Regions from separate parts of the Mus musculus genome. Here all the other regions are linked to region 3. Evidence: chromatin contacts called from public ChIA-PET and HiChIP or PLAC-seq data. All regions are on one chromosome and are shown on one strand. Each heading gives the region's core, a stretch centred on a gene start, on an enhancer-like site or on the middle of the called end of the contact. The rest is flanking DNA. Distances are from core to core; before and after follow the strand shown. Region 1 holds the start of Galk1 (galactokinase 1). Region 2 holds the start of Myo15b (myosin XVB). Region 3 holds the start of Jpt1 (Jupiter microtubule associated homolog 1). Region 4 holds the start of Slc9a3r1 (solute carrier family 9 (sodium/hydrogen exchanger), member 3 regulator 1). Region 5 holds the start of Itgb4 (integrin beta 4). Region 6 holds the start of Tsen54 (tRNA splicing endonuclease subunit 54). Region 7 holds the start of Sap30bp (SAP30 binding protein).

What was found. ChIA-PET counts read pairs in DNA pulled down with a chosen protein or histone mark. HiChIP or PLAC-seq counts read pairs in DNA pulled down with a chosen protein or histone mark.
Region 1: a contact with region 3 is called in an RNA polymerase II ChIA-PET map of memory CD8 T cells, with 46 read pairs. The contact joins the promoter of Galk1 here to the promoter of Jpt1 in region 3. A contact is called at or near these places in 1 of 39 promoter capture datasets (liver), 1 of 484 Hi-C or Micro-C datasets (B cells), 6 of 115 datasets of contacts at active chromatin or transcription factors (bone marrow-derived macrophages, embryonic stem cells, extraembryonic endoderm stem cells and 3 more) and 2 of 9 other capture datasets (embryonic stem cells and pancreatic islet).
Region 2: a contact with region 3 is called in an RNA polymerase II ChIA-PET map of memory CD8 T cells, with 246 read pairs. The contact joins the promoter of Myo15b here to the promoter of Jpt1 in region 3. A contact is called at or near these places in 2 of 39 promoter capture datasets (liver and pre-B cells), 7 of 115 datasets of contacts at active chromatin or transcription factors (bone marrow-derived macrophages, embryonic limb bud, embryonic stem cells and 4 more) and 1 of 9 other capture datasets (adipose tissue).
Region 4: an RNA polymerase II ChIA-PET map of memory CD8 T cells shows a contact between it and region 3, with 559 read pairs. The contact joins the promoter of Slc9a3r1 here to the promoter of Jpt1 in region 3. A contact is called at or near these places in 5 of 39 promoter capture datasets (the 3T3-L1 cell line, 3T3-L1-derived adipocytes, embryonic stem cells and 2 more), 1 of 15 datasets of contacts at CTCF or cohesin (CD8 T cells), 3 of 484 Hi-C or Micro-C datasets (B cells, the N1E-115 cell line and embryonic stem cells), 5 of 115 datasets of contacts at active chromatin or transcription factors (the SCID.adh cell line, acute myeloid leukemia, embryonic stem cells and 2 more) and 3 of 9 other capture datasets (adipose tissue, liver and pancreatic islet).
Region 5: a contact with region 3 is called in an HNF4G HiChIP or PLAC-seq map of pancreatic cancer cells. The contact joins the promoter of Itgb4 here to the promoter of Jpt1 in region 3. A contact is called at or near these places in 2 of 39 promoter capture datasets (the C10 cell line and liver), 2 of 115 datasets of contacts at active chromatin or transcription factors (bone marrow-derived macrophages and pancreatic cancer cells) and 1 of 9 other capture datasets (embryonic stem cells).
Region 6: an RNA polymerase II ChIA-PET map of memory CD8 T cells shows a contact between it and region 3, with 1,458 read pairs. The contact joins the promoter of Tsen54 here to the promoter of Jpt1 in region 3. A contact is called at or near these places in 3 of 39 promoter capture datasets (liver, neural stem cells and pre-B cells), 1 of 15 datasets of contacts at CTCF or cohesin (the NIH/3T3 cell line), 6 of 484 Hi-C or Micro-C datasets (B cells, cardiomyocytes, embryonic stem cells and 1 more), 15 of 115 datasets of contacts at active chromatin or transcription factors (the 230-238 cell line, the SCID.adh cell line, T-cell acute lymphoblastic leukemia and 11 more) and 5 of 9 other capture datasets (adipose tissue, embryonic stem cells, liver and 2 more).
Region 7: an RNA polymerase II ChIA-PET map of memory CD8 T cells shows a contact between it and region 3, with 77 read pairs. The contact joins the promoter of Sap30bp here to the promoter of Jpt1 in region 3. A contact is called at or near these places in 1 of 484 Hi-C or Micro-C datasets (B cells) and 2 of 115 datasets of contacts at active chromatin or transcription factors (bone marrow-derived macrophages and memory CD8 T cells).

Annotation. Positions count from the first base shown.
Region 1 is chr11:116,011,371-116,015,666 of GRCm38.p6, reverse strand. It overlaps Galk1 (galactokinase 1), which reads left to right and starts at 2,948. Exons shown (of 8, transcript NM_016905.2): 1 at 2,948-3,153. The coding sequence starts at 2,989.
Region 2 is chr11:115,856,584-115,860,260 of GRCm38.p6, reverse strand. Myo15b (myosin XVB) reads right to left here and starts at 2,336. Exons shown (of 64, transcript NM_001384233.1): 1 at 1-2,336. The coding sequence starts at 1,855.
Region 3 is chr11:115,512,283-115,516,386 of GRCm38.p6, reverse strand. Jpt1 (Jupiter microtubule associated homolog 1) reads left to right here and starts at 1,994. Exons shown (of 5, transcript NM_008258.2): 1 at 1,994-2,167. The coding sequence starts at 2,112.
Region 4 is chr11:115,161,071-115,164,954 of GRCm38.p6, reverse strand. It overlaps Slc9a3r1 (solute carrier family 9 (sodium/hydrogen exchanger), member 3 regulator 1), which reads right to left and starts at 1,614. Exons shown (of 6, transcript NM_012030.2): 1 at 1,004-1,614. The coding sequence starts at 1,429. It overlaps Rab37 (RAB37, member RAS oncogene family), which reads right to left. Exons shown (of 9, transcript NM_021411.4): 9 at 2,715-3,884.
Region 5 is chr11:115,973,058-115,977,239 of GRCm38.p6, reverse strand. Itgb4 (integrin beta 4) reads right to left here and starts at 2,515. Exons shown (of 40, transcript NM_001005608.2): 1 at 2,086-2,515.
Region 6 is chr11:115,813,193-115,817,383 of GRCm38.p6, reverse strand. It overlaps Tsen54 (tRNA splicing endonuclease subunit 54), which reads right to left and starts at 2,645. Exons shown (of 11, transcript NM_029557.1): 1 at 2,565-2,645; 2 at 2,305-2,469; 3 at 2,146-2,209; 4 at 1,974-2,057; 5 at 1,588-1,686; 6 at 279-331. The coding sequence starts at 2,620. It overlaps Caskin2 (CASK-interacting protein 2), which reads left to right and starts at 3,792. Exons shown (of 20, transcript NM_080643.2): 1 at 3,792-3,870.
Region 7 is chr11:115,930,812-115,935,040 of GRCm38.p6, reverse strand. It overlaps Sap30bp (SAP30 binding protein), which reads right to left and starts at 1,382. Exons shown (of 11, transcript NM_020483.3): 1 at 1,260-1,382. The coding sequence starts at 1,365. Recql5 (RecQ protein-like 5) reads left to right here and starts at 1,549. Exons shown (of 19, transcript NM_130454.2): 1 at 1,549-2,252. The coding sequence starts at 2,123.

The DNA.
Region 1 (4,296 bases), core at 1,699-4,198, 500 kb before region 3:
CAGGACAGCCAGAGCTACACAGAGGAACCTTGTCTCCTAAAACCAAACCCAGCCAACTAAAACAAAAAATAAAAAATAAATAAGGACAGACATGGTGTTTAATCCCAGCACTAGGGAGACAGAAGCAGGTAGATGTCTGTGAGTTCCCTGTGACTCAAGACCAGTCTGCTCTACATAGTGAATTCCAAGTTTGCCAGGATGAGAGATCTTGTCTTGAATTAGCCTTGAACTCCCAAAGATCCACTGGCCACTGCCTTCTGAATGCTGGAATTTAGGTGTTTACCATCACACCAGATGTGTGTGCGTGCACATGTGTGTGTGTGTGTGTGCTAGTGCGCGCATGTGTGCTTGAGTCAGGGTCTCACTATTGTAGCCCTGTTAAATAAATTTTTAAAAAAAGTTTTAGACCAACCTGGGTAACACATTGTGCCTAAAAACTAAGATCCCCATTCCTCAGCAAGCATAGGGTGTAATTAGATCAGAGGAGGTCAGGTTTGAGACTGTCTGCCTCCCGACCAGATGGTGGGAGCCTCCAGGCCTTTTATCTTTCTGGCCAGTTGCACAAAGGAGAGTCTAATAATGCCAGCTGAATTAATGGAAGTCTGATAACGAGAGCAAACACTTAATCCGCGCTCCCAAGTATCAGGTGCACTGCTGGGCACTTTAGACATAAAGGAACCAATCACAGCAAAGAGACAATCACAGCCCTATTGCAGAAAGGAGCAGCTGAAGTTCAGCCAGGTTGAGTCTGTGACCCAAGGTCCACTCAACAGAATTGTGGGCTGTTAGATTTCGAACTGAGCTGGGTAGAGAATGTGAGCAGAGACGGGGCCGCTGCGTCCAACTCTGACACAACAGCACGGTGCCTTGGAGCTGGTCGTGGCTTCTGACTTTCGTTTCAGACAGCCCCAAAGGTCACAAGACTTGCCTTTTGTTTTGAGTTATGCAAAAAAGAAAAAAATTGCTGTATTGAAGTGTATTCAAAAACAGGCTGTCAAAAGAAATTAGTCAACAGGATTTGTTATTGTTTGGATTGTCCGTTTTCCTGACCCAGGGTCTTACCTAGTAGGAGCTAGCCTGGAATTCACTATGTAGCTGAGGGTGACCTTGAACTCCAGATCTTCTGCCTGTCTCCAACTCTTGAGTTCTGGGATTAAATGTATATGCCGCCATACCTGGCTAGGATTCCTTAGTGTTTGCCTCTTAGATGCTGGGAATACGGGGATTTATCAAAGTCCTCCAGCCATCCTGTCCCTTCAGTCCTGTCTCTGTCCCAGTCCCGTTCCCCCTCCCCATCCTTCCTTATCCCACTTGAGACAGGGTCTCACTGTGTAGCCCTATGTAAGGTACCTTGGTCTTGAATTTGCCACAACCCTACTTCTGCCTGCATCTGCCTGCTTCTGCTTCCTGAGTACTGACCTGTGCTATTAGAGCTTGCTTCTTTCTTTCTTTCTTTCTTTCTTTCTTTCTTTCTTTCTTTCTTTCTTTTTTTCTTCCTCTCTTCCTTCTTGTTGATTGTTTTGAATGCCGCCTTCTTCTTCTCCTTCTTCTTCTTCTTCTCCCTCGGCTGTCCTGGAACTCACTCTGTAGACCAGGCTGGCCTCTGAACTCAGACATCTTCCTGCCTCTTCCTCCCAAGTGCTGGGATTAAAAAGCTGTGTGCCACCGTGCCTGGCTCACATACTGCTTTCTTTTCTTATTTTCTTTCTTTTTTTTTTTTTTTAGAAGATCACACCTTCTTTTTTTGTTGTTTTGTTTTTTTTAAAGATTTATTTATTATATGTAAGTACACTGTAGCTGTCTTCAGACACTTCAGAAGAGGAAGTCAGATCTAATTACGGATGGTTGTGAGCCACCATGTGGTTGCTGGGATTTGAACTCAGGACCTTTGGAAAAGCAGTCAGTGCTCTTAACCACTGAGCCATCTCTCCAGCCCCACATACTGCTTTCTTGATTTACATGTCTTTTGTTAACAAAACCTGTTTATTTGTTTTCTAGACAGAATCTTAGCCCAGACTGGTTTCAGACTGCCGCTCCTCCGGCCTGAGTCTCCCATGTGCTGAGATGGACTACTATGCCTGGCTTGGAAATTATTTAATTTTTGAATAAGATAGTACATTTATTTGTGTGTTTCTTTTGAATGCATGTGCTCTCTACCACTGAGCTACACCCCCTACCGTTCTCCACTCTTACTGTCTTACATTTTAGTCCTTCTGTTAGAAGGTTTCACACAAGGTGACCAGGAATAGCTAGGAATCCAGGCAAAGATTTGGGCCAGCATGAAGGCTTTAGATGGTCATGTCTCTGAGACCAAGGCTCTTGTGGAGGAAGCAACTGCTAGGGGCCAACAACATTAGCCATCTTTGCAGTAGCCTTTGCGTCATCGAGGAGTGCCTGAGCTTGCTTCCTGCCGGCCACTGGATGAGATGAACTTCAGTCCTCCATCGCCAGGAGCCAGAGAAGGAGCCTGTAAAAGGCTTCGAACCTTGGCTCTCCTTGTTTATCCCTAGACTGTGTACCACATCATCCTGTTAGAGACATGACCGACCAGGGGCTGACGACTTAGCATAACTTCGCTAGATCCTCTGGGACACTCAGCTGTTCCTGTTGCCAGCTCGTGTTGGTGTTGCCCTGGCTGTGTGAGGGATGATGATGATGGGGATGGGAGCGCATTAAGAGGCTCCAGGTTCAGGGATGGATGGGAAGTTCAGATCTCCATTTGTGTTAACTGCTACTCAAGTGGGAGCCCCAAACTCCTGCTAGGACATCACCGAAGATACAAGTTGCAACCGAGTCTCTTCCTCCAGCTGTCAGCTGCCGCGTTGGCTTGCGCTGGAGAGCTAAGTTTGGACCCCGCTCTGCAGGTGGGATGGGCGGGGCCGTCGTAGCGGGGGCGGGGTCCCGCGAAGGACAGGAATGTAAGTCCGCGCCACGTGGCTCCGCCCCCAGCATCCCGCGGGGCGGTGCGCCCAGCTGCAGACGAGCGTCATGGCTGCTTGGAGACCGCCCCGGGTCGAGGAGCTGCTGGCCGAGGCCCGCCGGGCCTTCATGGAGGAGTTTGGAGCCGAGCCGGAGCTGGCAGTGTCGGCGCCGGGCCGCGTCAACCTCATCGGGGAGCACACGGACTACAACCAGGGCCTGGTGCTGCCCATGGTGAGGGGCCGCATTGGGGACCCTTCCTTGTGTGTGCTGGCCCGGCCTGCGGTAGGGAAGGGCTGGCATAGGGGGCACGGGAGGGCGGGTACCCTCCGGGTGGAAGGCGGAGTGAAGCGGTCTAGCAGACGTGAGAGACCCCGGGACGTGCAGTTGTCCACGTGCGAAGACAGGAAGCCAGAGCTGGGGGGAGGGGGGCTGTGCGGTTTGTCTTCTCGAGCCCGCCTTCTGGGGGCATCGCCCACAACTTGGAAGTATGAACCTCTTAAAAATGTGAGGACCAAGGAAGCAATATAAGAGAGTATTAGGCATGGTGGCGCATTCCTAATAGTCCAGTACTGGGGAAGCTCAGGCATGAGAATTGCCACGAGTTCAAGATCAGCCTGAACTACAAAGTGAGTTCCAGGACAGCTTGGGCTGTAAGATTCTTAAAACAAGGAAAAAGAAAAAAAAGGAGGTTATTTAGCCCTCTGACTTTGATTGGGCCCACAGCACCGACCTAGACCTATGCAAAGGTAGACCTGTGTAAATGTAGCTTCCCCCCCCCCCCCCCCCGGCCCATCCCCTTGAATTTACAGAGAAAACAGTAGATCCACAGAGCACTAATGACTCCCTCAAAGTTACACATTCGGTTCTTGGACTCTCAGCCTGGGTCTCTCAGCGCATAAGTAGTTCCTGAACAAGGGATTACCGCGTGCAGAGCTGGGTCCAGGTGGGAGGAAGTCTGGAGCCCCTCTGGGCCTGTTTTTGCATAAGATCACTATCTGTCCCCTTTGGCCCACAGTTGGACGCTAGCTAGGGCAGAGTCCAGGTTCACATTCCTATCACCACTGGCCCCGCCCCTGAAGACCCACAAGGCTGTGCTCTGAGCCCCCAAGGCTAACGCTTAATTGAAGCGCTTTCTCCCATCTCCTTCAAGCTAAGCCTATTCCCTTCACGGCCCTGTGTGTCCCAGACGACAGAACCTTGGGGTTTGGATCCTGGTTGCTTCAGTCACCCTGGGGCTGTTCTAGAACTTCAAGTGACATGAGTTTTCTATTTGCAATGGGATATTCCACCCACATATACTTTTATTAATCCCAGCATTCTGAAGTAGAGGCAGGTGGGCCTCTTAGTTAGAGGATAGCCTGATCTACATAGAAA
Region 2 (3,677 bases), core at 1,087-3,586, 340 kb before region 3:
GGCTATTCTGCCGCAGGCGAGTCTCCAGGGTGAGCTGAGGCAGCAGAGTATCAGCGCCAAGCTCAGGGTCTTCGCTGGGATTAGAGTCCTGTGCCCAGTGCACCCCAGTCTTAGCTTCCAGGGTCTCTGGCTCTGCTTGGCTCCGGTTCTCATTCGGTGGTGTCCCATTGCGGGCAGACGGGAAAAAGGAGGGAACCTGACAGGCCCTGGCCACCCCTTCTCCGTTAGCTTCTTGTTCCTCCCTATCCTCTGCAGCTCCAGCAGTGGGGGCGCCCGCGGATGTTCCCGAACTGCTGCTGCCCGACTCCTTCCTGGCTTTGTGGATGCGGGGAAAGACCACTGCGAATTTGGGATCTGGAGCTGGATCCTCGATGGCTGATGCATCATTAGAGACGGAGCTACTCAGAGCCTGCGGAGGGCTCGGACCACCGCCAGGGAGAGCTCGCGGCGTTCCCCGGAGCCCCACCAGGCGACAGGCCAGGCGCAAGGCCAACCAGCGCCGTGGCCCGGGCACCCTGCCCCGCGCCTCGAGCGCCCTCTCGCGGCCGCGCTCCTTACACTCCCGCGGGCTCGCGGCCCGCGCCTCTGTCCGACGTCGCTCTACCCGCAGTCGCAGCCAACGCAGGAAGCCCAGGGCCCGCGCCACGCGCTGCAGCCGCGCCTTGAGACCCACGCGGATGCCACCAGCGAACTGGGGAGACGCGCCGGCTGGGGGCCTCGGACGCAGCCTGCGCAGCACTACGAGCGCAGCCAGTGGCGTCCGGTCCCGGGGCCCTGGGTCCCCTGCACGCGATCGCTCTCTGGCTCCCGCGTCGCTCTCTCCCGCAACCACAAGCGCCTTTCTCGTCACCTCTCCGACCTGGAGGAGCTGAGCCCCGGGAGCCCCCGCTGTCTCAGGCTCGGTGCCCAGCAGCTCAGCCTTTGGCTGTGCCCCGACATCACTGGTGTCTACAATCGCGCTAGAGTCCTGGGGACTCTGAGAGCCTCTGGGGACGCTGGAGGCTGCAGCTTCCCTCCCCAGCTCTATCTCCTGGGACTCAGGGATGCCACTTGAGGTTCCTGGGATCTTCTGTGGGAGATGTCTGTGCCCAGCCCACCCGGGGCTCGAGTCTGTATCTGTCCGGGAATCGTCACTCGCTCTTTGAGGCCCCGTCCCCGACGACCCTTCCTTGCTCTGGAGCTCCAAGGCGTGTCCTTCGCTGCCTGGATGGTTGCTGCCAGGGCATTTGCCCTGTACCTGAGTTGAGCTGGGTCCTCTGATTGGAGCGCCTTCTGACCTGGGATCCGAAGGTTCCATTTTGGGTGGCCGCTCCGGGGCTCCACCGCCCTGGCTGCTGCTGTCCTGGGCCTCGCGGGCTTCACTGTCCAGACACGAGCTGCCACCATCCCCGCCCGACGTGTCCCCATCCCTGCCAGGAGTCTCTCCGTGACCTCGCCGAGTCAAAGGTCCCCGATCCTTTCCTCTCCTGCGGCGGCCGCGTTTGCCTGTCCTCACTTCTTCCCTGGGGATTCCCTGTTCCTCCGTGTGCTCCCCACAACTGTCCCCGGAGTCACGGCTCTCCGTGGGTCCGTGTCTCAGACGCTGCGAGCTGCTCTGCCTCTCCTGGGTCTCCTGTGATGTTCTGCAGCGGTGGTTCCCCTCTCCGGTGTGCTTCCTCTGGCCTCCAGCGGTCCCCTTGCCTCCAGTGGCCTCGTGCTCCGTAGCGGGCTTGTTCTTGCGGGCTTTGCTGCGGGCAGGCCTGCGGTCCGGGCTTGGGGCGCAGTCGGCGCTGGCGGACCCAGACTCCAGCTCGGCTGAGGCTGGTCTTCCAGGTCGAGGCCGGCGGTGGGGCGCTTTGCCCTTACTTCTGCCCATGACTGACTTCCCGATGTCCTGATCCTTTTGCCTTCTGATCTGATCTGACTGCCCATGGGTGCCCTGAGGCCTCGGTTGCTATAGATGCTTTCTGCTCCTGCAGGGTTATGGGCTCAATCTGTCCCCCTCCTGGAGTCTCCCCTCCTGGGCAGCATCATCAATAATGCAGGAGGCAGCGGGTCCTGACCCGGTTGGTCAACAATGGAGTGGAAGCGGAGGAAAGAGGAGACGCTGCCGCTGTGGACAAAGGCCATGGACAGGGCGACGACGCCATGACTCCTTGCCAGGCAGGTCAGCCTGGCACTAGGCCAGACTGAGGAGCCAGGCTCTACTTCAGCCTCACTACCGGCCTGCCAAGAGGGGCGGAATGAAGTTGTTTTACATGGGGGCTTCTCCAGGAGACAAGGGATTGTGGCTATGGGACTGGGCAGGGGACACTTGGGCGTTCTCTTCTTTTCCGTTGTGAAATATAACTTACTAAAAAGTGGATATGATACGAGTATATACCTTGAACTGTGCACACTTTTGGACTGAAACTAGACTCATGGGGGACAGGAATCAAATCCCAGACCTATAGAAGAGCAGCCAGTGTCCTCCAGCATTGCTCTGCTGGCTCTCCAGCCCCAAAGGAGTAGTACCGTTAGTTGTCAGGAGATCTTCCTGGATCTTTTCCCTACAAGGCTGAGGAGGGCCCTGTGGATTCCAGCCAAGTCCTCTGCTAACCGAGTTACATGCCTAGCCCTCCCCACTGCTTTTTCTTTTATCTTTAAAGATATATTTATTTATATGAGTACACTGTAGCTGTCTTCAGACACAACAGAAGAGGGCATTGGATTCCCTTCAGATGGTTGTGAGCCACCATGTGGTTGCTGGGAATTGAACTCAGGACCTCTGAAAGAGCAGCCAGTGCTCTTAACTGCTGAGCCATCTCTCCAGCCCCTCTCCCCCCACTGCTTTTTCAATTAGCAATAATCACGTCTTCGATAAACCTCATTGGCTACAATACTGCCACCCATCGAGAATACTGTGCAATGCTCTTTCATTCAAAAGGCTTGCCTACAAGGTATTTATTTATTTCATGTATGTGAGTACACTGTTGCTGTCTTTGGGCAGACCAGAAGAGGGCATCAGATCCCATTAGAGATGGTTGTGAGCCACCATGTGGTTGCTGGGAATTGAACTCAGGACCTCTGGAAGAGCAGTCAGTGCTCTTAACCACTGAGCCATCTCTCCAGCCCTTTTAATTAATTTCGGTACAGGGTTTTGTAGCCTTGGCTGTCCTGAAACTCTCTCTGTAGACCAAGCTACCCTTGAACTAAGAGATCTGCCTGCCTCTGCCTCCAAAGTGCTGGGATGAAAGGCCTCCCCACCCTGCCTGGCCCCGGGGTTTTGTAAAACACTTAGTTTCTCTCCTCTGTCTTTTCAGTTGTTCAGCATCATGACGAATTCATGCACTGTAGTCTAACTAGTTGCTATTGATAGATTTTTGTTTGTTTTGTTTTCAAGACAGGGTTTCACTGTACAGTTCTGGTTGTCTTGGAACTCACTGTGTAGACCAGTCTAGACCAGCTGGCTGCCTGCCTCTGCCTCCTAAGTGCTGGGATCTTGGTGGATTTTTAGTTGTATTTCTTTGTGTGTGTGTGCGCACCTGCTCGCACGCCTGCATGCACCTGCACACTGTGTACTCTCATACCACAGTCCTTGAGTGTGATCAGACAGCAGCCAGCTTACAGGAGTCAGTTCTTTCCTTCCAACCTGTGTGGCCTGGAGACTGAACCCAAGTGGTCAGGCTTGGTGGCAAGTGCCACTGAGCTAACTTGTA
Region 3 (4,104 bases), core at 745-3,244:
CCAGGACAGCCAGGGCTACACAGAGAAACCCTGTCTCAAAAAAAAAAAAAAAAAAAAAAAGATTGTCCTAAACTGGACAGTGGTGGCGCACGCCTTTAATCCCAGCACTCTGGAGGCAGAGGCAGGTGGATTTTTGAGTTCAAAGCCAGCCTGGTCTACAGAGTGAGTTCCAGGACAGCCAGGGCTACACAGAGAAACCAAAAAAAGAAAAAAAAGAAAAAAGAAAGAAAGAAAAGAAAGAAGGAAAGAAAGATTGTCCTAGTGGTGAAAGGTCTCATTCATCTCCACCCAGAAGCATGGAAAGCTGAAGGCTTATTTGGGGCGTGGAGAAAACATTGTTATTTCCTACACGTTGGTCAGGTTAAAGAGCGGATTTACGGTTTTTGTTAGCCATCTACCCTGCATAGTGGCACTGCCCTATATTGCCAGGAGTAGGGAGGAGTGCTGGTGTAACCAAACATTGGGACGGTACTAAAGCATCGGCAGCGGGATGTGGGGTGATGGTGTAGCACAGGCTAATCCAGTTAGCGCAGGCTAATCCAGGAATTCTTTTCATTTGTTTCTGTTTTTTTTTTTTTTCCTAGACGGGGGGGTAGGGGTGAGGGTGGGTGGGGTGGGTGGGTGGGGGGGTGGGGGTGGGGTGGGGGGGGAGTTCTCTGTGTAACATCTTTGGCTGTCCTAGACTCTTCTGCCTCCTTAGTGCTGGGTTCAAAGGTGTAGACCACTGTGTGCCCCCCGCCCTTTTTGAGGCTAAGAAATCTTGCTTCTGCCTCCAGGGTGCTGGGATTAGGGGTGTGCAGCACCCCCACCTCGGACCTTAAAAAAAAAAAATTCCCTCTCCAACACGGTTTCTCTGTGTAACTCTGGCTAGCCTAGAACTCGGAGATCCACCTGCCTCTGACTCCTGAGTTGGTGCTGGGACTAAAGGATTAAAGGCATGTGCTACATCGCCTGGCAAAAGATTTACGTTGTGTACATGTGTGTGCCTGCATGTAACTGCCCAGGTCAGGGAACTGGAGCTACAGTTTGGAGCTGCCCTGTGAGTGCTGGCAACTGAACCTAGGTCCTCTGCAGTACTAGCATATGGCCTTAACACGACATCCCTTCTCTCTTTCCTGCTTTCCTTCTCTGCCTCCCCCTCATTTCTTTTTGACAGGGTCTCACTGTTTAGACCAGACTGGCTTGAAACTCAAAGTGATCCTCCTGCCTCAGTCTCCCAAGTTAAGGCATTGCAGGGAAGTGCCGACACATCCTGCTGAGGTAGCTTTCTATTTAGGTAGCTAGGTAGTGTGTATGTGTGTGTGTGTGTGTGTCTCAGTGCGTGGGTGCGTGGAGGTCAGAGGTTCAAGAGTTGGGTATCCGAAATAATCAAACTCAGAGCTGAAATCAACCAAGTAGAAACAAAAAGAACTATACAAAGAATCAACAAAACCAGGAACTGGTTCTTTGAGAAAATCAACAAGATAGATAAACCCCTGGCCAGACTAACTATAAGGGACAGAGACAGTATCCAAATTAATAAAATCAGAAATGAAGACATAATAACGAAGTATATCTTAAAATAATTATTCTGCTTGTTGAGTATTAACAGTTGAAAATATTAAAATCATGTTCTACAAAAAAAAAAAGAGAGTTGGGTCTCTTACACGTTGTGGGTCCTGGAGATTGAACACGGGTTGTCATGCTGGGTGGCAAGGGCTTTTCCTTATGAGCCACCTCGACAGCCCCTCAAGTAACTTTTTAAAGTGACCGTGAACACTTGAGCACCACCAGATTGTCGAGGGCGTGGAGGAGGGGAGACCACAGCGGCCTTTCTCTGTACAGGAAGGGGGCGGGGCTTAGGCCGAGCCGTCTCCCGCGCAGCCCGTCCTGACGCCGATCTATGATTAGCACTGTAGCTAACCAATAGAAATGAAGAGATCTTTTTAAATTGCCCAATGGCGGCATGTGGAGGGTGGGCCCTATTGGCTCTATAAAATGGGAGTCCGGCGAGCCCCGCGGCGGTAGAAGCTCGTGGAGCCCTGGTGGTTTAGCTTTTGGAGTCGTCTGCGCCTGTTGGTCCCAGTCCCCCTTGGCGTTTTCAGGGCCAGCCTACCTCGCCCCTTGGCGCCATGACCACTACCACTACCTTTAAGGGTGTGGACCCTAACAGCAGGAACAGCTCCCGGTAAGGCGACAGGGTAGGGCTCGAGCCCTCCAGGGCTTGTGGGGACCGCGGGGCGTTGGTGGTAACGGGCCGGGAGCACCGCGCTCGCGCCCGGGGGAGGGTGGCAGAGTAAGGAGTGGGCGCCGCTTTGTGCGGCAGGACTGCCTCGGCTTGTGGCCCCGCCCCAGTCGTCCCTTCTATTCATTTCTCCCCGGTAACGACAGCTGAGGGGGACTGTGGGTGGCGGCCCTTTGCCGTACGGCAGGTTGGAGTCGGTGAGAGTGTGCGGGAGGATCTTCTTTCAGCCACCCGCGGCGACACTGGTCGGGTCCAGGATGGTGGGCTTGGTCTCCCAGGAGCCCAAGGAGCCTGCAGGGCCCTGGGCCCATTGTCCCACATGAGGGCCATGCGCTCCCGCTTCTGGCTCGGGCGTGTGCTGGCCCCGGCCTTGGGCGCTGCGAGCAAATCTGAGCACTGATCCGGCTGGTCTGCAGGCTCTTTTCCTCGTGGTGGCCCGCCGGGGTGTCCGTGTCTGCGCAGCAGGTGCACCTCTGGTAGGGCGGGGCTGGTCATCCCCTCCCTCCACTTCCAGCCCTGGACAGGAGCTCTCTTATCAAAGTGCCTCCCTGCGCCTAACAAAGGAGAGATCGGGTCTCCTCCCCCTCCCCACGCCCACCTCCGAATGCGCGGGGCCGTGAGCCTGCTCAAATGGGTTTTCTGCGCTCAGGTCCTCGGACCTCTGCCCTTCCATGTCGCCTTCTTTACTTCTCCCATTGACTTTGGCCGAATGAGTTCACCCCAGAGCAGGCTTCTCTTGGAGGAGGAGGTTGTCTGTGCTTGGGCGGGGCTAGGGAGCCATCCATTGTCTCTCCAGTAGTATGTAGTATCCCTTCCTGGAAGCTGGGATCTTGCTTGTCCCCAGTACACTGCATTTTGGGAGGAGCTCTGTGACTGGACTGGGACCCGTTTCCTACCCCTCACTTAACTTGGTGAAGATATTTTGTTCAGCGGAGGGAGTCCATCTACATCGTCTCAGCTAGTGGCACACAGTCCCTTAAGTTGGCTTTCAGGCATCTCTTTGATCTTCCCAAAGGCTTGGTTCCATGTTCTCTGGCCATGTATTTTCCATTGATGATGACCCACAGTTGAGTGTGACCAAGCCTTGGGGTCCCGACCAAGTGGCACAAAAGGGAGCCATTTTGTGGGGCTAAGAAGGCAGCGTGGAACAGCAGTGTCTCTCACAGGGGCTTGACAACTTGCTGACAAAAAGCAGCCTCCTTGAGTAGTCTTATGAGGAAGCTGGGGCAGCTACAGACTGCTTTCAGTTTCAGGAAGTAGTAAAAGAATTGGTGTGATGGAAGGGAACTGAAGGGGTCAGCGCTTACAGGGCGGGGCAGAACTGGAGATTAGACCTAGGAGACTGGGTCACTCCCTCTTGTTGTCATCCTTCAAATGAGGTAATTTGTTACAAAGGACACAGGGACAGATTGAGCCCTGGGTTTTTGTTTTGTGTGATGAGGCCAACTTTTCCTGGTCTGACACTGGTTCCTGGCAAGACAATGTGTAATCTGGGTTTTATTTTTTGGGACTCAAAGCTCAGCTCCAGGCTTTGTAGAGCATTTCAGAGCCCAGGGCCTTTCATGCGTGCTTGACATGAGACAAATACAACGTGTTTGCAGCCTCCTTTGCCACTGCTTGCCCTCCAGTGTTGGTGCTAAGGTTCTCCCCGACTCCTGAAATCTGACCAATTCTCTTCACCCCCTTTCTTCAGTAATATGCTTGCTCTGCAGCCTCAGTGGTGAATGCTGTGCTGGGGTGATGGGAGTCGGGATGGAAGAAAGGAGTTAATTTTTAAATTGCTGTCTGTGCTATGACATTTTTGGGTCTTAACTCAGCAACCTTGAAGCAGTTACTATCTATGTGGTTCAAAAAGAAAGAGTCCAAAGCACAGCTGAAGT
Region 4 (3,884 bases), core at 365-2,864, 350 kb after region 3:
CCTTGTTTTCTAAGGGACAGGGAGGCTCTCAGCACAACTCCTGTTTTGCCAACTGCCCCTCCAGCAGCTGATCCAAACTGGGGTTGTTTGGGGGAAATACCAACCACTGGCAAAACCCAACCAGCCGGCTTACAATCGCTGGACAGAGAAGAGGAGACACCAGGGCGGGACCACCTGCGAGGGTCGGCTCTGCAGGACGCTGCCTGGCCTGTTCCTGCTCCCTCCCCCACCCATCTTTCTCCTTTTCCTCCTCTTCTAAGGTCCTCCCACCAGGCTCCCAGATACCAGCTAGCGAGCGCTTACTCCTCACATTCCAGAGGACCATAAATCCTCCGGGGTGGCAGAGCCACCACCCCCAAGACGCTTCTGCACCTCCTCCCGGCACCCCACCCCCACCCCTAGCTCCGAGACGTTGAGACTTCCTCTCTTTCTTAGAAGTCACTTTAGTCTTGAGAAGGATGAAGTCCAACCGGTGTGAGTTAATGATGCACAAACTAGAGGACCCAGGATGTGGGTAGGGCTGAAGGGGTCCTCCCAGGGACCCTTAGTTATTCAGCCTTTAAGCCACTTTGAGCTACCATCCACAGGGACTGAAGAGAAGAGAGTAGAAAGAGGGAGGGAGGGAGGGAGATGCGGGGGGTGGTGGGGAGAGCTCTTAGCTTAGCTGTAGGCAAGGATAACCCAGGAATGAGTCCGGGTTGTGGGGCGGAATCCAAGGAATGGGAGCAGAGAAGGGGACTGGGTTTCTTTGCGCCGTCTTCGCAAAGTTCAAGCAGTCAGGAGATGCAGGCGGCAAAGGAGCTCCGCTCCCCAGCCAGCCCGGACAGGGCGGTGGGGTCGCTGGTCGCACTCCGAAGCTCGCCTTAGAAACTGCGAAGGCTCCGGGACAGAGGGCAGAAGCCGTTTCCTCCTCGCTGCTCGAGTTTCAGAAAGTGCTTGGAAGTCCGGGGTGCCCGAGTCTCTCTAGAATCCTAGTCCTACACCAAGCCCAACCCGCACTTACCAAGTGGCTCTTTTCGGCCTCATTCTGGTCCCCAGCCTCATGAGTGTCGGCGGCCGCTGGAGGCTCGGCTTGTTCGGACTTCTCCTGGGGGCGCAGCAGCTCTTCCCGGATCGAGACGCCCAGCTTCTTGAGACGCTCGTCGGTCTCCGGGTCGACCACCAGCAGGCGCACGGCGTTCAGCGCTGCGCGGATGCGGCTCACCACCTGCTGATGCGTCTCCTTCTCCACATTCTCACCGTTCACCTCCACCAATCGGTCTCCAGCCAACAACCCCGACTTCTCGGCCGGCGAGCCAGGTTCTACCAGACGGATAAACTGGCCCACCTTGCCCTTCTCCCCGTGCAGGTGGAAGCCGTAGCCATTTGGACCCTTCTCCAGGCAGCAGAGCCGGGGCAGAGGCTCCCCGGCCGCTGCGTCCGCGCTCATCTTGTTCTGCGAAGGCTCAGCGCGGGTGCCGTCGGAGGCCGGGGACTCACGACCTTTCTCCCCGAGCCGCAGAGCTCGAGTTGGGAGCTGAGCACCGCACGGGGCACAGGGAACAGGTGTCCCGGGAACCGCGGTTGCGAACGCACAGGAAGGGAGCCGGCCAATCCCCGCCCTGCGCGGCGTCTGAGCGTTCCAGAACCCGCCCCAGCTCCTAAACCCGAGGGCGGGGCCGCGCGGTGGGTGTGGATCACAGTAGACCAATCAGAAATCACGAACCGGGCTCTTGCGCCAGGGTGAACAAATCTAACCAATCAGGAGAGTGGGGCGTGGCCTGCACTCGGCGCGGCACCCCGCAGCGGGAGAAGAAAAGAGAGCCCAGGAAGTGGAAGTGTTTGTTACCAAGTGCGGAGTTGGGCTGATCGGGCGGGGCCGAGGCCGGGGCTGGGGCGGGGTTCCAGGTACTGAGCCCAGAGGCCCCACGGGCTCCGCTCTGGTTTCCACGTTGTGGAGGGGGATTTAGAAGAGCTAGTCTCTGGGTAAAGGATTCTCAACGCTTTAACCGCCTTGAGCCAAAGCCTGTTGCATAGCTTGGCCCGAGAGAGGGGAGCGACAGTTGCTGGGGAAACCACCCCATGCTCCCCCACACTCACTCCTCCCCCTCCCCAGAGCCAACTTAAGAACCGGACGGATGTCTTCTGTAACACAGTAACACTGTAACAGGGTAACTGTAACAGAATAACTCCGGAGTAGAGTTGTTTAAATAACAAAGTTTCTTCTTGTGGAGCCGCCCCTCTATCCCTGGACATGCATATAGACAGAGGTTTGGGCTCTGATCCCTTCTAGAAACTTGTAGGGCTTGGTAGAGACTGAGGCTCCTTGCAGCCCACCTGGAAGACAGGCTGTCTGAGAACAGATAAATGAATAATAAATAAAGGGCTTAGTTTTGGCAGTAGCCTTTAGCCACGGAGAGAGGGCGGGTGAGACAGCTAGGTAGTCAATCTCAGGATTCACTTCAGAGGGAATGGAAGACTGGCTTTGTTCAACAGAAAAATGACTTGGATTGTGAGATAAGCATTCCAGCTCCCTCTTGCCAGCGCAGATGTGGCCACAGAGGCTGGGGGTGGGGGAGGGTAGTCAGTTAAGGGTAAGTTGAACCTATGAGGACGCCAATGGGTGAAGATGGAATGATTCGGACATTGGGTAACAGTTTCCCACAACGTGCCACGTAACAAACTCTCTAACACGATCCTCCTTCTGGGAATAAACAGAGGGGGAAAAACCGGTCAGAGTATATTTTCCAAAATACTGCAATTTAATTCTGGAAAAACAGAAATGCCAGAGGCCCAGAGCTATGTATGTGACTAGAGCTCCAGCAATCAGCTCAGAGCCCCAGAAGAGAACCCGGAGCCCAGGCTCCTCCCTGATCTTCCTATGAGAGGTCACAGAGAGTTTCCTTATCAACCCAAGTTTAGAGTGCTGACTTTGCTCTGGGAGCAAGATTTCTGCCTTGAAAGCAAATATAGTAACCTCAGATATGTGTAATGCATACTTTCTTGGAGCCTCACTCGCTGCCCAACCTATATAGATGTAGTAAAGCTTCCTTTGGTCATGGATCTGCACACCTCCGAGTGTCCTTCCTTCTAAGGGTCAGATCAGAGCTTTGGGAGACACATGGCCTTGGGCCTACAGGGCTTGTTGCCCCTCTCCGTACCCCAGACTTGCTCATACTTCCTTGTTTTGTGCACATAGCATCAGCCCGCCCCCAAATCGACAACTTCCCACCCTCTCAACCCGATTTAGCGGAAGAGGAAAAGATAAAACCATTTTGCCCTAGTATTGGTCTGAAGTTAAAGAGAGAGAGGGAGAGAGAGAGAGAGCGAGCAAGCTGGGGCTTAGTGGGAAAAACTGGCCTATGGCTTTGTTCAGTTCTGCCTCCCACCCATTCCAGGAGCCAACAAGTTCTTTATCTGGCTCTGACCTCTGCCTTAAATATCCGTGGTGCTGTACACCTTGTCTCGGGATTGGGAGGGAGGGGAAGTTTTTTCCAGACTCTGACCTCTGGTTGTCTAGGAACCCAGGTGGAAAGTTGACAAGAGAGGTTCCATGGGAGAGCGGGGCATCCCCTGGGATGTGAGGTCCAGAGATCAGGAAGGAGTGTTTTCAGGTGCCCCACTGCTCGTGTGTGCTGAAGAAAAAGCCCGTGCACGCTTCCAGAAGGAGGGTTGGGAAAGCCAGAGGTAGCCAAGCAGACTCAGTACCTAGTAATTGCTATTCCTCTTAGGACAATCTCCATGTTTATCTTGCCCAAGGCTTTGGGCTAGCTCCCTGCATGAGGGCCCTTATTATCTTTCTGGGAGCTGGGAGAGGAGAAGTCTGGGGTCTCCTTCACCCCCTTAGTGAGGATTGGTGATGGGGTCACAACCAGCTCCCACACCCTAGCAGTGCTTTGGCGCCC
Region 5 (4,182 bases), core at 1,266-3,765, 460 kb before region 3:
GGTGGTGGGACCAAGAAGAGAGGCGCTGGCTTGAGCGTGGCTGCTGTCTGTGTTCTACACCGCTGGCTCACCAGTGTGGCTCCTAAACACCCTGCTTTCTACCCAACTACCCCAGAGTTTCAGGACACCCAAGCAGGACCTGGGGTTAGTTTAGGAGCCCCTGTTGCCCTCTGTCACACAATGGTGGCCATTAGAGTATTGGAAAAACCATCTCAGGGCACCAGAAGCCTTCAAGGTCTCTGAAAAGATGGGCAGCTCAAAGCCTTGTCAGGGAAGAGCCTGGCTCCAGAGCTACCAAGGTCTGCACAGAGGAGGGCAAAGGTCAGGGCTACACCTTTTCTGTTTAGGGCCAGAACTTCCAGGGGCACAGACAAGGTCACATCCACTGTCCCTCCACCTTGGATCCTTTCTTAGCACCCCCACATTGTAGGGCAGGGAACAATTGCAGGGTCTGTAAGGCTGAGGCCCTCTGTTCAGAAAAAAAGAAAAAAGTAGGCAGGTACAGTCCCCTGCATCCAAGGGTCCCTAAGGAGGCAGACATCAGTCCCAGCATGTCCACAGTCAGAGCCAGCATGGAGAAGTCACCCTAACAGGGTAGTGGCTAGAGGGGAGCCCTGAATCAGCAGAGGCGTGACTCCTAGGAGAAATGAGTTTCTTACAGCCTTGGGCGTAGGCACCACACCCACACGCTACATAATGCAAGCTGCAGATTTGGCCTCCTCAGGGCTCAATTACCTAGGCAGGTATAGGCACCAGAGGGACAAACCCAGCTCTTACACAGACCCAGAATACAGGGCTGTCCCAAACAGACAGGACGGCAACACACACCCAGCATGTCAGCAAAGGGTTAACAAGGCATCTATCTGCACAGGACCCCAGTGGGAGAGGCTTGCCTGTGTGTGCCTTAGGACAGATGAGGCACTGAGGCTGTGGAGCCTCCCATTCCAGCAGTCAGCACTGGGAGGGTCTGGCGGGGATTTGGGGGCAGTGTAGATTCCACACTGAACCTACACACACACACACACACACACACACACAGGAACTATATAATGTAAAGGCCTAGGCAGACACTCGAGTGTTTGCTTCGACCCAAATTGTATTTTAAAAGTTCTAAAAGTAGTCGCCTAGTATAGAAACAAGATTCCACATAAAGACTAGGACTGAGGATGCCATCACAGAGTGTGTAGCCATGGCAGGCTGGGCCAGACAGGACAGCAGTTCTTGAAGCTGTAACAGCCCCTTGCCTACCCTGTCAGCTATTGGAAGTCAGAGTTAAGGAGTCAAACGCTCATTTTCTGCTGTCCATTCTCTCAGCCCCCAGGAGACTCGATTTTCACTTTTAGTGAGGGTAGAAACAAACGTGCCATCTGGGTTGAACCTATGCTCAGGGTGTGGCAAGTCTGTCAGGAAGAAGGAAGAGGTCTGCCCCTACCCTTGGGAGCCACCTGGAGTCCCGGGCCACAGTGACAGCCAGAAGGCTCCTCCAAGGATCGTGGGAAAGAGTGTATGGCGGGGCCAAGTGCTCGCGGGACTGCTGGATGAGATTCTGAAAGGTCCCCCAAACAAAGGTGCCTGGAGCGGGCTTTGGGAAGAGAGCAGGCTGCGGGCCAGCCAAGAGGAAAATCAGGGACTCCCCACGCCTGACATGCACCCGGGTCACCACACAGCAGGTCCTGTCAAGCCGGACAAGAAGGGGGCTTGCTGCAAGGTAGTTAAGTTGTTCCTCTACTGTCTTCAGATTCAGGGGAGGTAGCACTCAGAGGGCTGGTGAGCCCCCAGCCTCTACCCACTCCTATTACCCACCTACCCAGTGTCCTTTTCTAGCAGGGGTATCTGATGTTCACCATTCTTTCCCTAGATCCCAACTACCCCGCTCCCAGCTGTCCCCTTCCCACATCCTGGCAGGGTTGGCACCTGTCCTGGCAGCATGGGCAGAGGGAGCCAGGGCCTGCCAATCTTCAGGGAAGGGAAGGGAAACAAAAGCCCCGGGCGGGAGTGGGTATTCACTTTCCTCTCCAGCCCTGTTGTCCCGGGGCACCGGGGCGGGCGGTGTGCCCTCGGATCTGCAGCGGGACCTGCACCTACCTTAGTGAGACTACCTCGGACTTGGGCTGCGTTGGGTCGAGCTGAGCGCGCGGGCGAGCCCGGCGGGACAGCAGGGCGGGCGGCGGCGGGCGGGAGCCAGCAGCGCTTTATGGACGGGCGGCGCAGGTAGGAAGGAGGCGCTGGTGAGTCAGGCGGACTGCATTCCTGCGCGCTGCGCGCACCTGTCGGGGCAGGAGCTGGGGTGTCGCCGCAGCCGCCAGGCCCGCCCCCCGGAAAGGGCTGCGGCTCAACCGGCGCCGGCCCCGAGCCCCGAGCCGCCGCGGAGGGGGCTGGAGGAGGAGCCACTCTTCCCTGCAGCACAGACCGGGGCTCCGTCTTCCCCACCCGTCCAGGCTCCCAGATCGGGTCCCCGGGCCGCTCCGGGTCGCGGGTCCGCTTCTTAATACAGTGAGCCCAGCTGGGTCAGTCCCGCTGCCTCGACGGTCATCGGGTCGTGCACCACCCTCTCCGTGTCAGCGCGAGGATAGGTCGTGCCCCAAACTGGTAGGGAGACTTAGCACTCTTGGACTGCTGGCCACTGGGTTCTCTCTGCCTCTACTAGAGGAACCGATAGGCAAGGACTGGGGCCTCTAGGTTTCTTCGGATACTCAAATCTCCTTAAAATGTAATTGTAGCCATCAAGAGGCCACGTGACCTAGTGTGGAGTAGCACTCATGGATTGTTACAGTGTTGGTGACAAGCTGATTCACAAATCTTACTCTTGCGGCAGGCTCTCGAGTGCCTTCAGGCCCCGTTTCTGTTTAATAATGAGTCCGTTGAGGCGCTGCAAGAACCCAACTCTAGTCTCACCAGGTTAGCTAATGCTCACCGCTGGCACTGGACCTCCTCAACCCGTGGGGGCTTCAAGCTCGCCAAGTGTCAGAGCCAGAGTATGCAGTCTGAAACTCAGCCAGATTTATCCTTATATTTGAAGACCCTGAACTAATGTTACAAGATCTTTAGTTTTCTTCGGCTTTGCCACATCCTCTGTTGGTTTCTAAGTCTGGTCGGAGAATATGGCCTTTTCCCACTGTGTAGTCCAGGCTAGTCTTGAACTTGGGGTAATTCTTCTGCCCCTGCCTTGCAAGTGCTGGGATTACAGGCATCCATCACCACACCTGTCCTTTTATTATCTTCCTTTTGATTCGGTGCTTGGTATGGAACATAGGTCTTCATGCGTATCAGCCATGTACTCTACCACTAAACTAGACCTCCAGACCAGAGTATGGCTTCTTTATGGCATTTGCTATACTGGTTTGAAATGATCATCCCACTGGACTGTGGACTCGGAGAACCCATGTTTTCTGCCCCAACCTGGGGTAATCCAAGTTAGGAGAGGTGGAGAGGCCTATGCCCAGGTCTGGGCTAGAGAGAAGGGAGGTTTTTGTTTTTTTGGTTTTTTTTTTGTTTTTTGGTTTTTTTTTCACCAGCCCAGCCCCAGCCCTGGTGCCTGGTACATAGAGGAGTTAAAAAAAAAAAAAAAAAAAAGTGTGATTGGGTAAGATGTCTTAATGGGTCAAGGTGCCTGCTGACAAACTTCATGACTTGAGTTTGATTCCTGGTGGGACTCATTGTCACAAGGTCTCTGTGGTGTGTACATCCATCCCACCCTCTCACATAAACAAATGAGTAAAACGAGTCTGTTGGGGCACTGCTGTTGTGTAGCAGGCCTTTCATCCAAGCACTCAGGAGGCAGAGGCAGGTGGATCTCTGTGAGTTCAAGGTCAGCCTGGTCTACATGGAGAGCTTCAGGCCAGCCAGGGCTATATAGATTTTGCTTCAAACATAATACAAATAAAAATGATTTTTAATAGCCCTGTCAGCCCTGTCCAGCCATCTGAGGGCTGTTCTGCACAGGCCAGGTCCCCAGGGAGACTTCCTCCTGAATGTGGGGGCACTGGGGAAGGAGCCCAGTATGTTTTCGGCACTCAGATGTATGTTCCAGGCCAGCTCAGTTCCTTGTGGACATCAGCCACTCCAGTAGGCACCCAGTCCAGTCTGGAAAAGAAGAGCTCTACACATTGATTTAAAAATAGTTCTTTGCAGCTGGGTGTGGTGGCGCACGCCTTTAATCCCAGCACTCGGGAGGCAGAGGCA
Region 6 (4,191 bases), core at 1,396-3,895, 300 kb before region 3:
AGTCCTTCAGTCATGCGCGTGCTTTCCAAACTGACCCGCACGTCTACATACCACAAGATGACTATTGCGGTTCTTTGCCTTGGTGCTCGAAGTGAGATGAAGATACTGGCTCATTAGCTGAGCTGGGTTCCAGGTTAACAACCCAGGCGAAAGTGCAATAAGGGAATTCATCCCCCCCATGCCTCTCTATTGAACACCTCTGGCTCAGCCCCAGGGAGCTGCACTCAAGCCAAAGGCCCCAGGAGCACAGTGAATGGGAATCAGCGGAAGGGACTTACCTTAGCTGGAACCGACGAACCACATAGCCCAGTCTCTTCAGGTGGCTGAAGACCTTAAGGGAAGAAAAAGGGAAGTCTTAGGTGTTCTTTTTGTTTGTATGTTTGCTTGAAAGGTGCTTGCTCTGCAGCCCTAGTCGTCCTGGAGATATGCACATCAGATTGGCCTCAAGCTACTCAAAAGTAGTATTTCTCCCTCTACCTTTAAGGACTACAATTATAACACACGTCAACATGCCTGCAGAGATGTCCATCTGTTCAAATAAGTTACTAGTTTCTCTAAACACAAGTTTTAGTGACGATTCTGGGGTCTTGGCCTCGTTAAGAAACACAGAAATATTAAGACATGTTTTTGTTTTAATCCCAGGTGTGGGGACACAGGGTGCTTCGGCCCATCCACAGCAGCCGTGATTTGCTTTCTGTTCGAACAGAGCTGTGGTTTTTGCTAGCTGCAGATCGATTTTTGCAATTGTGTAATATTTGGGACTCTGGGAACTTTTCAGAGGGTACGTAAATGCTAAGGCCCCAAAAGGTGGGGTTGGTGGTTGTTGATTGTTCGGCGGAGTTGACTGCAGTTTGTCGGTAACGCTCAAAGAAGAAACGAGAGAGAAATTACACTCAGAGTCTCTCTCCCCTCTCTCCTCCTTTTTCTCCTATCGAGTGATAAGAGATGAAACCGGGGGCACAAAGGGTGGGAAAAAGAAGAACCCACAAAGTAGCAAAGACCAGTGACACAAAGCCATTTCCTCTACCACTCAAAACCTCCCTCCTATATGGCCCTAGGTTCCAAATCTTGGGACTGCATGGACCACATTCCATTTTAAGTATCATCCTCACCAGGCCTGCTGGTTCAAGGTTGTCATCCCAGCTACTAGAGAGTTTGAGCATAAACTCATGACCAGCCTGGGGTACAGAGTGAGTTCATGGCCAGCCTGTGCAATTTTGAAAGTCCCTATCTCAAAACATAAACAAGAGGGTAGGGGCTATACAGCTCAGTGCTGGAGTGTTTGCTAGCAGGCATGGGCTGCTGGCTTCACTTCCCAGAAGCACTAAAAATAAATAAGCAAATACCATCCTCAAAGGAGATTTCACTCTTTCAAGTCTATCTCCTCTTCTGGGCACACGTGTTGTTTAATAACTTATCAACAATACAAATCCCCCAAACCTGACAGTCTCCATTTGAATATAAGCCCGTGTGATCACAGGCTGTCTCACCTACAGCCCTGGCTTGTGGCTCTGTGTTCGAAGCCTCAAAGGCACCTGTCAGGACTCACTGACTTGGCAAATAAGAGTCACCTTGGGAGGCAGATACCTGGTACTGCAGGAAACTCAAGGTGTCCTCTGTCAGCAGCAGCTGGTATGCCTCTTGGATAGACAGTGGGAGGTCTTGGTAGAAGAGCTGAATCGAACCCTGGAAGTGGACCAAGAGCTTAGCTGTGTACCCTTCCTGCAGTGCCCAAGCCAGTCACCTTCTTGGCTCTGACCCTTTCCCCACACACTCAAGCATCACTGCATGACCAGGACAAACAATGAGAGGATTAGAACTCCCGCTGTCCAGTGGTATCCTCTTCTGTTCTCAAAGTCCACACATAACTTCACTGAAAACATAATTCTGAATTCCTCCTGGTCCACCAAACCGTATCCTTCCCATTCCATTAGTCGGGACCCCTTTCCCCACGCCTCCAGGACCCCACTTACACACTCCAGCAGATACAAAGCCTCTTCGGGGTGAAGTCGCTGCCGTCCTTCCTCTGAGTAGCCCATGGTCTGCCAGAATTTCCCCTGTGCGGCAGCAGACCAAGTGTCACAAAGCAGCTAAGCGGACAGAGGAAGGGGGTCCCCCAGCCGCGGAGATGCCCGGGCCGCTCACCGCAGGAGACGTCAACTCCACAAAGCCCTCTTCTGGTTTCCACTCCGCGGCCACCAAGCTGCCCCTGGCGAGGAGTGGGGAAGGGGCGTCTCGGTCTGCACGGGCAGTCCCCGGCCTCCGCCCACCCGGCCTGACCCGGCCCGGCCCAGCCCCTCTCACAGGCGCTCCACGCGCTCCTCCGCCAGCAGCTGCCACAGCTCTTGGCGACACAGGCGCAGCCGCTCCGCCTGGGCCTCCGAGCCGTCCGGGAGGAAGTCCTTGGGGCCATGCGACCGCTGTGGTAGCTTCTGGGACCGCGAGCGCGCGGCGCGGAGCTCCGAGGCGCTGGGGAGAGCCGGGAACACGTGATCAGCACAGAGGCCACCCCGCTCGCTCCCGGGTCCCACGCACCCCACGCCATCCCCCGGGCCGGGTAGCACCTGAGCACACGCCCCGCGGGAACCTCCACCGACCCGGGTTCGGGTTCGGGCTCCATCGGGCCGCTGTCTGCGGCTGCGCGCGCACCGCGAAGCCCCGCCCACCCCGGCATTCCGCGCGGTCCTAGCGCCTTCGACCCGCTCGCTCCTCGGGATCATAAAGCCACCCTCGAGCCTCGCGCCTTCCTACCTGCCCCGTGTGTGTCCTAACACCTGTCGGCACACGTGTACCCCGGGCCGCGGGACCCAGCTCGATGTGCAGGTTTCCAGATGTGCAAAAACTCACCTATTCCGTTTCCAGCGCTTCTGGGGGCTCCTCCCTTCTTTAGTATAACTTTACCTGGCTACTGGATGTAGCATGGATAATCAAATATGTTACTCTCATCTCTGCAGCCCTGAATGTCTTTGTGTCCTACCACCAGCAGGAAAGAGATGCGTAGAGAGAGGAGAGCAGTGAGCCCCCAGACACCAGCTTTGCAAACTGGAGGCCATATGGGAATGTTAGGAGTGGACCAAAGACTTATGGAGTTCCTTCACGGTGGGCCAAAAAAAAAAAATCTCTTCTTAGGGGCTCTGAAGCAGGGTTCAAAGGCCAGGGGTGGAGGCGCTGTCCGGCTCACACTGGTGCTGAATCGCCACCCCAGACTCCGAAAGCACCTCCTCGAGGCTGGGGTCCCCGCCGTGACATCCTGAGTCGCACTGACGCTCACCACTAGGTGGCACCGTTGCTCCAGCCAGCAGCTATAGGTCTCTGAGTGTGGACGAAGGTCGCTGCGGGCAACCCGGGAAAGGATGGGGCAAAGAGGAAGTGATCCCCACCCCTAGTGGGGGGGGGGGGTCCTCAGGTTCAACTGCCAAAACATCCTATTTTCTCTCCTATACATTCACACTTCACCTTTTGATCTAGACCAGAACCCAGTTCTCTCGGGATCCCCGGACAGGACACAGCAGCACGAAACCTCATCCACCCCGCCTCTCACCCGCCACTTTGCACCCCTAAGCAGCTTCACCTGCGCGCATGCGCTGATCCAACCAGTGGCTCGGCTCTGGACTGGCTGGCGGGGGCGGGGCCTAGTGAAGATGGGGCGGGGACCAGGGTGTTGATTGACAATCCAACTGTGCGGCCAGGACGGTCCCCGGCTCCCGATCCGGCGGGAGGGAGGGGGGAGGGGCGGGATTTCCTGCGGGAGGCGCCGAGCCGGCCTTGGAAAGGAGGAGAAAGGGGTTGCGGGGGACAGTGAGAACCAGAGTCCAGAGTGCCTGAGACTGAGCACAGCCAGCCGGACCCCCGGCGGGGCGGCCGGGAGAGGTGAGACTGCCGGGTCCCGGGCCAGGGGTCAGGACCCTTGAGAGCAGACGCAAACTAACTTTTCTTGTCTGATCGGCGGGCTCCTCCATCTCTCTGCTCCTTCCGCCTTCCTCGAGCCCCCCTTTTCGTTCTCCTCTATCTATTCCTCGGACGCTTGACTCTCCGGGTCCCTCTTGCCGCTTTGTTCCCGGGGTCGGCCTTATCTGGGCTTGGCTGCGGGGAGCTGCGCCGCGCTAGAGGGGCATTCCAAGGGGAGGGGGAGCCAGCCGACCCCAGGCACTGCCAGGAGCACTCTCTCCCAGTGCGGGTCGCGGGCTTTGA
Region 7 (4,229 bases), core at 133-2,632, 420 kb before region 3:
CGGTGCACACCTTTGAACCGAGCACTTGGGAGGCAGAGGCAGGAGGATCTCTGAGTTCTAGATCAGCCTGAGTTCCAGGACAGTCAGGACTAGAGGGAGATCCTGTCTCAAAACAAACAAAAACAGGGGTATTGGAAGATGACTCTTATACGAGTGCATAATGTACAGGGTTTGGTGTCCCATGCTTTTAATTCAAGCTCTCTGGAGACAGGGCCAGGCAGATCTCTGTAAGTTTGACAGTTCAGTTTCCAGTACCCACATCAGGCAGCTCACAAATGCCAGTTTCAGAAGAGCTGATGCCTCTCTCTGTCCACCATGGGCAGAACTCACATGCAAGGCCCACTCCATATGTACAGATGTATATGAAAAGAAAATCAAGCATTAAATTCATGTTCTAATATTTTCAGGACAGGCTGGGGAAGTAACAAAGTAGTGGGATGCTTTCCTAAGAGTGTAAGGCCCTGGGTTTGGTTCCCAGCAGTTCCAAAGGTTGGGGAACTATTACATGCTGTTGGCCTATTAGGGCAGTTAAAGTCTTCTCCTCTTTGAACCAGCCCAACAGGTCGTTTAAACTCCTGTTTTGACATACCACACACATCTCTATCTTGTTTCATGTGCAACCTCAAAAACGCCTTCTATGCACAAGACTGTCTTCCTCATTGTTTTGCCCCTACTTTGCAGATAAGAAGACCCAAAGCTCTGGTATATCAGGTAATTTGCTTCCTTCAAGAAATCTGTTCCCTCTATGCTTCGCAGTCTGAGGGCAACCGATAGGCTTTTAAAACTCACCAAACAACAGAATCACCCTACCGCCTTAAAAGGCTTGTCTAGCATATTCTATGAAAAAGCCCAGAATTATGCACTTAGGAGAGATGCATTTTTAAAAACTCTAGGGCAGACTTAGAAACGATTCCTTAAAAGTTACCAACTTAACGAAACACAAGTTTTACTATCCTCCAGGTACATTTCACTCCTCTCTTCCCCATCAAACAACGAGACAGTGATGTCTCGACAGATGCGTACCCCCCTTGGTCCACCCTCTGGCCAGCATGACGCCTTGCGTAGAGGATCGCAGAAAGAGAGATCACTCGTACTGTAGTAGAGGTTCTAATGCTCTGTCTGACCTAGGACATCCACTGCGCTTTGGGGTTCCAAGACCCGATACCTGGAGCACAAAGAGCATCTTCTCCCCATGCCCCGCTAGAGAGGTAGCATTTGGTAACCATAACAGACCCTCCCCTTTCCAGCTCAAGTCTCACCAGTCGCTCCGCCTACAGCGTCGACTCCAGTTTCGCCATCAGATTCAGGGTCTGAATATTCCGCATAAATTGCAAGAGACGACAAAACATTTTTCTTCCCCGCCATCTTACTCCCACAGCGCGGTGTGGCTCAGGCCTATGACTCATAAGCCAATTTAGGGGCGAGAAAACCAACTTCTTCCGGATCCCAGGAGACTCCGCGCCCGAATGACAACCAATCAAAAGGGCTGTGTCTGGGCATGGCTCCGCCCCCATGCTCAGCTCTTGGAAACGTCATCAGCACGGGACGGAAGTAAGGTCTTGCGGCTTCTACTTCGCTGACTTCTCGGGCGGTTTGGCTTCTGAGTTCGAGTTAGGGAGTAGTGTTCTTTGGAAAGCTGCAGAGCCAACCGAAAAGAGCCTGGGGTCTGACATCTTGGAGAGCATTTGTCTGGCAAAGGGCGAGAGCTGTTGACTTGGGGGCTCAGAGGAGGAACGGGGGGTCGGCGTCCTTGATGAATGGTATCTATGGCTTCGCTTCTAGAACAAGGACCCTAGAAAAAGGATTCCAAGTTCTCTGGTCGACTTTGAAGACGTTTGTGGGCTTTGTTGTGGTCCGATTTGTAGCTCTGTCCACCTGACCTGGAAAGTTCATTGTTTTTATTTTTATTAAAGGGAGAAGTAATGTTAATCCCTCAGGAATGTATTGCGTGAAGCAATTCAGCCTTCACTTTTACTGCTGGGGAATGAGATATTTAAGTGTAACATAGCAGCTTACTCGGCAGGAGAAACATAGGCTATATTTTAACGTGGAGCAGAGGGTTTTTTCGGGATTGCCTTTGCCCACCTTTGCGTTAACCTTTTGGCTGCTGCTTTTTGCAAAGATGAGCGCCCGTCCTTTCTCCACTCCCTTCGACCGGGAGCGGCGAGTCCGGAGCACCCTGAAGAAAGTCTTTGGGTTTGATTCTTTTAAAACACCTTTACAAGAGAGTGCGACCATGGCTGTAGTGAAAGGTAACATACCAAGCTACCTGTTTTGCAGACTGCTGGCGGTACCGTAGTAGCTCTGTGGCACAACACCCTCTTAACTTCCTACCTCCTCACCCTTTGGAAATCTTTGAAAACCACTGGTTTGGAATTCTTTCGTGACCAAAGCTAGTGGGTATTTGCTGGGAATCTATTTGTTTATTGATGGTCTATGTAGCCCTGGCCGGCCTGGAATTCTCTATATACATCAAGTTGGCCTCAAATTTGAGCCGGTCCTTCTGCCTCTGGATTATTAAGTACTGGTATTACAGGTGTGGGCTATCATAACCTACAAATTTTGGACAGAACCACTCACACTTCTGGTTTTTTCATAGCCAGACTGACAGTCTGTCTTTGACTTCTGTTCCTAGATTCCCATTCTTGTCCCTGTGCAAGTAGTAGCAAAAGTGGCAGTAGTGCTTAATCTTGTCAGTGACCTAGGTAATCATTTCCTTGAAGAGCGAGTAGCTTGAGTTCCAGGTAGAAAAGGAGAGACTAATAACACTGTAAGCTGGAGATAGCTTGTCCAGATGGGAGCAGCAGTGCCACCAACAGACTTATTAACAGAGGACTGAATGATTAGCCTTGCATATCTACCCCGGTGTAACCAGTACTCTGCTTCCCTGGATGTGTCTAATCCAAATAGTCATATCCTAGTGGCTCAAGACTACTCAAGCCTTGTTTTGATTTGTTTTTTTAAAAACAGGTTCTCACCATGCAGCTTTGGCTTCTTAGATAGCTCAGAACTAGCTATGTAGACCAGGCTGGCCTCAAATTTCCAGAGATCTGTCTTCCTCTACCTATACCCCCCCCCCCAATACTTTCTTACTTTTTGGTTTTTTTGAAATGCAGTTTCTCTCTGTAGCCTTGGCTGTGCCGGAATTCACTTTATAAACCAGGCTGGCCTGGAACTCAGAGATTCTTCTGCCTCTGCCTCCTGAGTGATGGCATTAAAGGCGTGTGCCACAACACCCAATGAATGCTCTGTTTAGAACTTTTTGTTTGTTTTGCTTTTACTACCTTTATTTAAGTATTGGTAAGGACCAACGGTGAAAGACTCCCAGACTCAATTTAGATTGTAATTAGCCAAATTTAGTAAAGCTGTTGGCAGGGCCACAGTCTCTAACCCAAATCAGAGACATGCTTCACAGAGGTGGGTGAAGAAAGGCTTTTAAAGGCAAAATCCCCAAAAGCTGCCAAGATTAGATAGTCAAGGTGACCTCTAAATAGTCCTTGAATATCTGCATAAGCAAGTTACAGAAGCCACAAACTGCAGCTAGTCACAGCATAACAGGCAGATGGTCACAGCTGCACGTTTCTGAGCAGAGTCAGGGAGTCAAGGTTGATGGAAACTTATCTTCTAGAAACGTGAGTCAGAGACAGATGGGTACCTAGCACAAAATGGAGTTTCTTTAGCCATCACAGTATCACTGTTAGAAGCAGTTTCTCTGAATGTCTAGGTCTCCCAAGGCCCTTTGCATAGGAAGAGTGGGGAAGGGAATACATGGAAACAAACGTTATACCAAGACACTCCTGTGAATGTATGCTCTGCTAGGTGCTTTTCCTACATTCTCATTTGATTTACAACATCCAGGGCCAGGCTTGGCTAGACAGGCCTGTAATCCCAGCATTTGGAAGGCAGAGTCAGGAGGATCAAGCAAGTTCAAAGCCAGCTCAGTCAACAGCAAATTCCAAGCCAGCCACTGTTAAGTAGTGAAAATCCGTTTAGAGGGAAAAAAAAAGCCAGGCATGATGGCGCACGCCTTTGATCCCAGCACTCAGGAGGTAGAGGCAGGCAGATCTCAGAGTTTGAAGCCACCCTGGTCTACAAATTGAGTTCCAGGACAGCCAGGGCTACACAGAGAAACCTGTCTCAAAAAACCAAAATAAATAAATAATAATAAAACAAATCGCTTCTTCAGAGGTGTTAGTGGGAGAGGCAGCCAGGGTCTGCTGAAGTTCTCT